Regions from separate parts of the Gossypium hirsutum genome. Here region 1 is linked to region 2. The links are chromatin contacts, called in public Hi-C maps. All regions are on one chromosome and are shown on one strand. The core of a region is the stretch at or near the end of the contact, and the rest is flanking DNA. Distances in the headings are between cores, read along the strand shown. Region 1 has its middle 16 kb from the start of LOC107891928. Region 2 holds the start of LOC107891926.

Evidence for each region. A called contact is a pair of places that touch in the nucleus more often than the background predicts.
Region 1: a contact with region 2 is called in a Hi-C map of leaf, with 2.5 times the contacts expected there. The contact joins the enhancer-like site here to the promoter of LOC107891926 in region 2. A contact is called at or near these places in 19 of 34 Hi-C or Micro-C datasets (anther, callus, hypocotyl and 3 more).

What each region holds. Positions count from the first base shown.
Region 1 is chrD09:28,871,927-28,876,966 of Gossypium_hirsutum_v2.1, forward strand. No RefSeq gene overlaps it. Among protein-coding and RNA genes, the nearest start is that of LOC107891928, 16 kb to the right of the region's middle. Within about 2 kb of position 2,850, at least 8 of the 9 cell types and tissues checked have an H3K27ac peak or open chromatin away from gene starts, as enhancers often do. A contact at or near this core is called in leaf, where this site is marked.
Region 2 is chrD09:28,757,189-28,761,980 of Gossypium_hirsutum_v2.1, forward strand. It overlaps LOC107891926, which reads right to left and starts at 3,245. Exons shown (of 2, transcript XM_041101831.1): 1 at 1,998-3,245. The coding sequence starts at 2,288. LOC107891925 (stem-specific protein TSJT1-like) reads right to left here. Exons shown (of 5, transcript NM_001326792.2): 2 at 4,206-4,446; 3 at 3,976-4,096; 4 at 3,776-3,885; 5 at 3,396-3,692. The coding sequence ends at 3,657.

The sequences.
Region 1 (5,040 bases), core at 1,600-4,099, 110 kb after region 2:
GCCGATCCAACCCTACCCCTATCAGGCCAGGTGGCCCGACCCATGATCAGGTCTACATATAGCCCACACGACCTACCTAACCTGCCCGTGTGTCCCACACGGCCTACCCAAATTGCTCGTGTGATCGCACATGCCCGTGTGCTCCACAGAGCCTGGCACACGCTTGTGTGGTGCACAAGGCCGTGTGACGCAAAACAATTTTGCAAATAACCTCTACTTTTGAGTTTTTACGAGTTCTAATCGATGTTTCAGGTTAGAATCATACACTTGATGGCAAAATCGATCGAGCGCACAACTGGAACTCATGAATATATAATCGAAACCAAAAGACATAGATTACCAACCCGAATTACTCCCAAAATTTCTCTTAAACACACCCCTCTTCACAAAGGAAAACTACCCCAAAAATCAATGTGTAATCACTTACTACGAAATTAATAACCACCAAAATCGTTCTTAACTACTCGGGGAATCATTGAGAGCCATAAGGTTATCTCCTCATAACATAAGAACAAACAACATAGAGATTAAATTCGAAAGATTTTCAACAAAACAATGATTGCCTTAATCCAAATTCAAACGCTTGCACACTTACCGAACCTGTCATGATTTCACAACGAATAATGAAAACAAACCAGACTAATAATAGGTTCACAACGGAATGTAAACTTTAGATGCGCCAAAATCGAAAATTTAAAATAAAACCAAAAGGGGAAAGAAAACTAAGCAAAAGAGTCTGTGGAAGAACCAAAAGGGGAAAGAAAGGAACGTGAAAAGCAAAAGGAAGTGGACGGTTAAGTGCTGAGAAAAAGTAGGGATTTCGGAAAAAATTAAAATAAAATAACTAAGGATTTAACCACCAGATTTTATAGAGTTTAAATTGAACTCTACTTCCCAACAAAAGCTGGAGTAGAAATATTCAAAATTTGCACAACACAAGATTCAAACACAAGACTTAAAGGTAAGTTGATATCTTACTACTAAACCAACAAACTCATTCTGTCATAACTTGTACAAAAAAAAATTAAGTCAAATGATCTGAAATAGGGATAGAACCAAAAATTAACAAAATTTCAAAAGAAAGACTCGAACTCAAAACCTCACACACTCAATCACAACACTCAACCATTGAACCAAATTAAATTATTTTACAAAATTTTCCACAATCTTAACTCAAAAGCCGAACATAACCACTATTGGTTTCACTAACCCGATTTCTTCTAACCTAATTTTTGGGATGTGACAATTGTCAAATCTTTTAAAATAGTTATATAAGGGCCTCGATTTTACAAATGTGCTCAAATGAAGGCCAAACATTTAAAAATGATCAAATAAGGGCCAAACCTTTTTGAAAGTTCTCAAATAAGGCCTTCTCAAATGCCATATATCATGTTTCAAATTATGTTTTATTATTTTTTTTCAAGTAATATTTGATTAAGCTATAATGTATTTTATTCTAAACATGTTAGCATTTACCTGATTTTTACTATAAACTTAGCTGACGTGCTTGGAAAACCCTTATTTGAGCTTTTTTCTAAAGATTAGCACATTATATGAATATTTTGAAAGGTTTGACCCTTATGTGAGCAACTTGTAAAAGATTGGGCCCTAATTTGAGCATTTAGCTTTTCTATTTTAATTAGTTTTTCAATAAAAATTTTAAATTACTTAATTTGATCAATTATCTATTTTTTATATTTTTTTTAATTTTAATTTTTAATTTAAAGACTTCTAAATTTTTTTATAAATTTTTTTATTGATTTAATAGATATATTTATATTATTTAATAATTAGTTTTTGTATTTTTTTAAAAATATTTAATTAATTAAAATATTCAAATAAATATGTAAAACAATATTTTTAATTAAATATAAATGTTAAATGTTACTAAAAAGTTTATAAATAATATATCGACACTTTTTAAATTAATGTTTTTAATACTTGTTTTTATTTTTACCTCGCATCACCACTATTTTCTTATCTTTCCATGTTCACCATTAATATTAGAAATTTTAGGATGATTGTTTGATTCAATAATTTTTTTTTAATTTTATAAGTGAAGTTAAAAGTTATTATGTATATGATTTTTGAAATTAGATTTATGGTTGAATTGGTTAGTTCATTAGTTTTTAATCTAATCGATTTAACCGTTGACCATGTTTCAATTAAATAAATTATTTAACATCATAAAATTAAAAAAAAAGTTATTGAAAATTTTAAAGACGAGATTAGTCAGTTCAGCGGTCAATTCAACCAATTTTTTTTATCTCAGTTCAATTAGTTTAGAGCGATCTATATTTCAACAAGTTCAATCCCTTTGTTTGAACTAATATACTAATTGATTCCTAATTCAACAAATTAGATTCCAACAACTACAATCTTGTACCATTAATTGATGTTTAAAATAAATAAATGAGACATATTTTACTTTTTCAACCTTAGTATTCCATATAATAATCCTTAGTTTTAATTGTACAATTAAAGCTATTATTTTTCATTAAATTTTAATCCTACCAACCAACCATCCTACCCAAGAGACGAAACAAGGAGAATGGTTATGAATTGGTGGAGAACCCTAAGAAAATCTTTGGCTGATGTTTGCAAATATACTGCAGGAATCCAAACAAACGGAAAGGGGATTCTAATTAGGAAAATAAAATCAATCCTACCCAAGAAAAAAGGGTTAAAGCACAACCACTAGTACCAACGATTAAGACTTCTTTTCTTATTAAATATCAGAATTCAAAAGTATTTTGGGTTTGAAGGGAAATTGACAGATTCACACACATATATTCTTTTCTTGTTTGACGTATTTGTGTACCTAACTTGAAAACAACTGTAAGAGATGGTGCATTATGGAATTATCCATTTCAATTCCCAATTGGCCTGCTATTTGTTGTTCTACAAAAGACCCCACATGACCTCTCATTTCTATGGAATAAGAATAATTGTTTTATCATTAATGTCTAATTTCATAAAATTATCTACATTTTTCAATGTTAGGAATCACGAAAGAATCCTATGTCAAAAAAGAGGACCAACAAATAATTGCATATAGATAGGAATCTCAAGCTAATTCCTTAATGATCTTTACCCTCACTGCATATAGAATTTGACTTTGGCTATTAAAATTATCCTTTAACAAACCAAACAAAAAACAGAGCAAAAAGGAAAAAAAGTCTGCTCTTTTCCACGTCTCTAAAATAGAGTTTTATTTTTTTGCTTTTGGGTTTTTAAATTACGTTGACAGATCTAGGGGTTTATTTGTTTCTTTTCGAGGCTGTTCGTCTTGTTTTGTCTTTGCGGATGGAAACGGAGCTAGACAGGCTGCGTATTTCGGATGGGATGGATGAGGAAGTATTACAATTTCGGGGAATTTTTGAAGGAAAAAAATAGGTAGTATGATCTATGTTTAGTGGGACGTTTTCTCATTGCAAGCGTGGTTCAATTTTAGGCTATGCGAAAGACTCTGGCAAATCTCTGGCACCCTTTAGGAGGAATTGAGATCTCAAATCTAGGGGGAAAGAGATTTTTTATTTTGTTTTTTTCATAAGGTAGATCTTGAACGGGTAATAAGAGGAGCACCTTAAACTTCCAATAATCATTTGCTGATTTTTCATAGGTTGAAGGAGATGGAGGACCCGATGTTGGTTCCTCTGTTTTTCACTCATTTCTGGGTACAAGTCCATGATTTGCCCCCTAGGTTTTATTCGGAGACAGTTGCAAAATAGTTGGAAAACTTTATTGGGGTCTTTGAGGAATATGATTGACAACAACTAAGTCGAGGCAATCAGCTTTTTATGCATATTAGGGAGCTACTTGGTGTCAGATCTCCCTTACGGAGGAGGAAAAAAATCCAAGTGTCTCCCAATTTTTTTTCCTACGCTCGTTTTAGATATGAAAAGCTTATTATGTTATGTTTCTTGTATGGGTGTTTGGGTCATAATGACAGTTCTTGCCCGATTCAGCTACGAGTGGATGAGAATTTGTTAGAGTTGGGATGGGACATGTCTTACGAGCTCCTCTAGCACGACGTGCAGCGGTAACTAAAAATGTCTGGTTAAGGAATAGTTGTATAGAGACTGAGGGTTCTAATGCACTCAATAGTATAAATCGTGTTTTGGGGGTTAAACTTGATGAAAAATTGATGGTTGGTTTTGGATAGGAAGAGAGTACTCCTTCGAGATTGGTTTCAGATCCGATGTTACATGACTTGGAGAATGATCCGATTGGAGAGATGGATGGAAAAACAATGACAAAGAATGAATGTTTTTTTCTGATAGATTTTTTGAGATCTTAGATTCTGAAGAGAAAAGGGGTGAGCGTCTACAGGCTTACCAAGCAATTTTATTGGTGACCACCAAGGGACAGGTTGACCGGAAGCAATGAAGCTCTTGTGTTGGAATGTTTGTGGATTGGGGATTCCACGAGCAACAAGGAGACTGCAACAAATATTGAAGCTTCATAAACCCCAAGTTGCCTTCTTCATGGAGACAAAGTTTGATTTGGGAAAAATGGAAATTGTGTATCGAAGAAGGGGGTTTTGTGTATGGTATTGACGTTCTTGTGGAGGGTACGAGTGGAGGACTTTGTTTGGGTTAGAAAGCTGAGGTGGAAGTACACTTACGGAGTTTCTCAAAAATCATGTTGATGTGCCTATATGGGGGGCGAATGATGATAATAAGTGGAAGATGACAGGATTTTATGGATCTCCTGAGTCGAGGAATCGAAATGAATCTTGGCGCCTTCTTCAGGATTTAGATAAGGATCAAAGCTTGTCGTGGTTAGTATGTGGGGATTTCAATGAGATCATTTATTCTTATGAAAAGAAAGTGGGAGCATTACGTAATGAAAAAAGAATGGAGGAGTTTCAGCGAATGTTGTCAGATTGTCAATTGGAGGATTTAGGTTTTGAAGGACCTTGGTTTACATGGGAGCAAGGAATTTTATCACATAACAACATTAGGGAAAAACTAGATAGGGGTGTGGCGAAATCAGCATGGTGGATAAATTTTCCTAATGTTGTTGTTCGTCATTTAC
Region 2 (4,792 bases), core at 1,995-4,494:
CCCGAGATCATGTAAAGGAAGGAAGTGTGAAATTAGTGCACGTGGCAAGTCGGGACCAAGTCGCGGATATCTTTACAAAACCACTACCGATGGTACTCTTCGACAACTACAAGAAATTAATCGGCATGAAGGATGGCAGAAGCATTTAAGTTTACAGGGGAGTTTTGTTAAATAAACTTAAATGAAAGTTAATAGTTATGTAAGTGAAAGGTCAAGAGTTGAAAGGTCAAGAGTTATGTTGTTTTTTTAATGGGTTTAAATTAGTAGTTTTTTGTTTAGGAAAATGAAAGGTCAAGATTCATTGGTTTATGGTTATTATTAGATTTTAATATTTTCAGTTTTTTGTTGTTTTAAAGGGTAGACTATAGACTATAAATAGTTTGTAAGCTTTTGATTTTATAAGAGAGAACAATTTTAATATTGAGAACATTTTCTTCAATAACTTCTCAAATGTCTGTCCAAGATGCAAGAACAAAGAGGAGACGTTAATCCATGGTATGAAAGACTACCCCATGACGCGTGAGATTCTTACCCTCGGTGGCTTAAATAACAGGTTGCTTGATGGGAGCTACAAGCGTTGCATCGACTGGTTGGAAGATGTCCTCCGTAAGCTGGACGATAAGGCTGCTGCTGATTTTTTTACCCTCCTATAGAACTGTTGGAATAACAAAAATAAGATGGTGTTCCATGGTAAGGAAGATGCTGCTTTGGTGGTGTGGCAGAGGGTGAAAACCTTTAGCAATGATTTCAGAATTTTCAACCTGGTTGATCCCCATGCTATTCCTCCAATACAGGTAAGTAAAAGTTGGATGAAACCTCCTAAAGGCTATGTAAAAATAAACTTTGACACAGCGGTTTCGAACAGTAGTGTGGGGTATGAAGCCATTGCTAGAGATTCGGATGGTTTCATTCTCGGGTGCTGTTATAGATTTGTCGATAAGCTTTTGGATGCGAACTGGGCTGAAATGGAAGCTTTGGTTGAAAGTCTGAAGTTGGTGTCTACTTTAAAAGTGTCAAAAATTATCTTTGAGTTTGACAGCACAAATTTAGTCAACAGAGCCAACAAGAGAGACCAGGATATGACTCTATTGGGCTGTTGCGTGAAGAAGGCGTGCATGGCTTTTAATAATTTTGACTTGGTCCAAATTAAATGGATCAACCGTAGTAGCAACAATACGACATATTTATTATGTAATTTCGCTATTAAAAAAAGATGTAATTTGTCTTTTAAAATGGATTATCCTTTGGAAATCTATAATATTGTAATTCAGGATGCAACATTTTATCAAAAAAAAATAAAGCTTAAGAGGAAAAAAAGTTGTTTGTTCAAAGATAGATATTAAAAATAAAGAACAAGTGAACTAACATGCCAAGTAAACATTAATGTGCAGTCACATAGAATTTGCATTAGTGATGTTCTCTTTGAAGCAATGCTCCTTTTCCTACAAACATAGAATTAAATTTTTGTTTTTGGTGCCTAATTTTTTTTGGGTTCATAAGCATCAGTTTCCAAGATTCTAGTCCCTTTAAGTATCCATTTAGAAAGGATACCATTATCTTTAGTAGTTATGAGTCTTTTAGGGACCCATATATTTTAAACAATTTTCTTTTGTAAAAACTTGGAGGACTTCTATGTTTATAGAAATTAAATCTAGTTTTAACAAAGTTTTATTTTGAATTTTTTCCTTTTTCAAAAACTTTATTAGAGTGAGTTTTTTCACTCTTAAACAACTAAAGTTGATTTTGATGATCATCATGAACTTTAGAAAGTAAATTATGTAAGTCACAAATTTTTTTCTCAAAATCATTTATAATAGCTTGCATATAATTTACTTTACTTTCAAGTTCATGATTGACTTTGGACTGTGAACTATTTTCATCTTTTAGTTTTGAAATAGTTTTCCTTTATTTGGAAATCATTAATTCAAATTCCAAGCCTAATTCATCACAGGCATATTGAAAGAATAAGAATTTGAAGTAGATGAGTTAGAAGTTACCTTAGAATCATTGATAGCCATAAGGCATTGGTTGGCTACTTCTTGATCTTCATCATCGGAGGAATTCTCATCACTCAAAATAGCCACATTAGCTTTAAGCTTTTGTTTTCTTGATCCCTTCTTCTTCCATTGAGGACAATCAAACTTGATGTGTCCCAGTTTCTTGCACTCATAACAAATAATGGGATCTTTCTCCTTGCTAGATTCAAACTTCAATTCCTCAATCTTTTGTAATCTTCTTCCTTTATTGGACTTCATGAACCTCTTGAATCTCTTAGTAAAAATCTCCATCTATTTGCCTTCATTCACCTCTTCACTTGATTCACTATATTCATTTGTGGTGAATTTTAGAGCAATACCAACATTCTTCGTCATGTCTTTTTATTCTTCAGACCCTTCGTTGAACCTCATCTCATGTGTAAGGAAAGAACCGATGAGCTTATCCAAAGTCAATATTTCTTAATTCTTTGCTTCTTCAATTGTAGTCGCATTGGCTTCCCACGATTTAGGTACGCTTCGAAGCATCTTCCTTAGCACCTCTTCATTTGGATAAATCTTTCTATGAGACATCAATCCATTTATGATGATTGTAAACCGATCGGACATCTACTTTATATCCTCTTAGGGCTTCATCTTCAAAGTTTCGTAGTTGAGTGTAAGGATTCCAACTTTAGACTTCTTGGCCTTTGACCTTGTTGTTAGGCCTGGAGATAGTGTAATCCTATCACATCCATGGGTTTGAAATTAGGTTTTGAATCATTAAATTTGATTTATATTTTATATAATTTTTGGTGATACAAGTACAATTCCAGGTACAATCACAAGTTTAAGTACAAATCACAAATAGTATGTCTCATCAATTTGAACTAGAATCAACTCAATACAAAGCACAATAAACTAAAAATCAAAATATCTTCAGACCTAAACTAAAATAAATTTGAAATTACCCATGATAGGATTTAAACTCCAAATAATTAGGACAAAATGATCACGTAACATTTGTGTATAATGGAACTTAATCTAAACATTAATCCAACCCGATGAACCATTGACCCAACCAAAAAAAATACAATCTATAAATTTTAAAACAAAATGGACAAAACTCTAAAATAGTAAGGAACTAGGGCTAGGGATTTGTGTGGTGACATCCCTAACCTGCAACTTTACCCTTTAACTTCAACCCATTTCTCAGTTTCATGAACCACAATTTGAACTCATATTAAAATCATTTTATTCGTTTTATTCTTTTCTTTTATTGAACACTAAATCTTATGGTTTCTTTTCTAACATTTCATTGGTCGAATTGAGAACTATGATCGGATTAGTTTTGTCGCCTGGCCTATTCGTACAAAATTGATTATTATTATAATTACTGTCGGTCGGAACTTACTCGAGCTATTAGATGAACAAGCTTTTATTAGACTCGAAGTTGAAGCTGACATTATGATGTACAAAGGACGAAACAGGAATAAAAGCTAGTTTTAACATAAAGCTACCTAAACAGAAAGTTACTACCATTTCTCATAACCAAACAGTTCTTTTTCTTCTTTTCATTTCCCACTCTACAAGTACTTTCATATGGAGACTGATCCATATGCTATGCATTTGCAGCTCCTATAATTCCATGGATCCATAGATTTAGAAGGAGAAAGCAAAGGACTACTCTGTGGCAGCAACAACAGCTGGCCCTTCCACCTGAAACCCCAAACCAAACATAAGCAATGATTGATTAAGGATATTATTTACAGCTGGTTAAAATGAACATAATCATTTTTTACCTTGAATTTAGCACCCCATATCTCCTCTTCTTCAGCAGGCACTGCAGTGATCTTGTTCTTAGGATTCTCATAGCTTCTTAATCCTCCTACTGCTGTGGAGTAGAAACAGCCTGCATAATTGAAATATGAAGCTCCTCAATTCAAGTTCACGATTCCACTTTAAAAAAACACATCAGTAAAACTGTATAAGGGGAATCCACCTTGAGGGAAAGAAGCAAGAGATTTGCCACAGGCACCTTTCAGCAATTCAGCATTATCAGCAAAGGCCACATATCCGTCGGCGGTGATTCCCCAATAGAGAGGAACCTTACCAAATTGATCCTGTCAATATCATACCACCTCACTTGTTGTTAAACACCAACCAAGCAAGCACTTAAAGTCAATAATACCATTTTTAAAAAAAGTAGGTGAGACCTATTTGAATACTTACAGAAGCCACAAACAAAGTGGAGGTGGATTTATCAAAGACAATGAAAGCAAAGCTCCCAATTAGATGGCCAACCACATGGTTTGGAGGATAAGGTGCTCGGTCACGAAGGGCCTTGTAAGCTTCAATGACCAATATCACTTCATTTGCTGACTTTGCCAGACCATATTGCTGCTTTAAACTCCCCAAGTTATCAAGGGCTCCCTCAAACAAGCAGAAGATTTCGTCTTTCACAGCAAATGATCTGCCATTTACCAATGCCCAATAATTTATATCCGTGTGATATGGCATGTTTAATTAACTGTTTTTTTTAGTGTGTCTAGTTATTCATCCAAATCCAAATATAATCGGAACGATTTATATATAAAAAAAATCAAAATATTCAAATTCATATTTTCAAACATAGCAAAAATAGATTATTCGAATCCATTTTTACAATTGAAACAAGGACTCCAAGAGGGTTTCTTTTTGAACCTTTGATGTTGGGATTCATGTTTTGGGTAGAGTTATGAGAATTATCTACTTACAGTGTTCTCTGTGTTGAACAGAACTGTTTTCTTTTTCTTTTTCAAAAATATTTTTGAACTAAA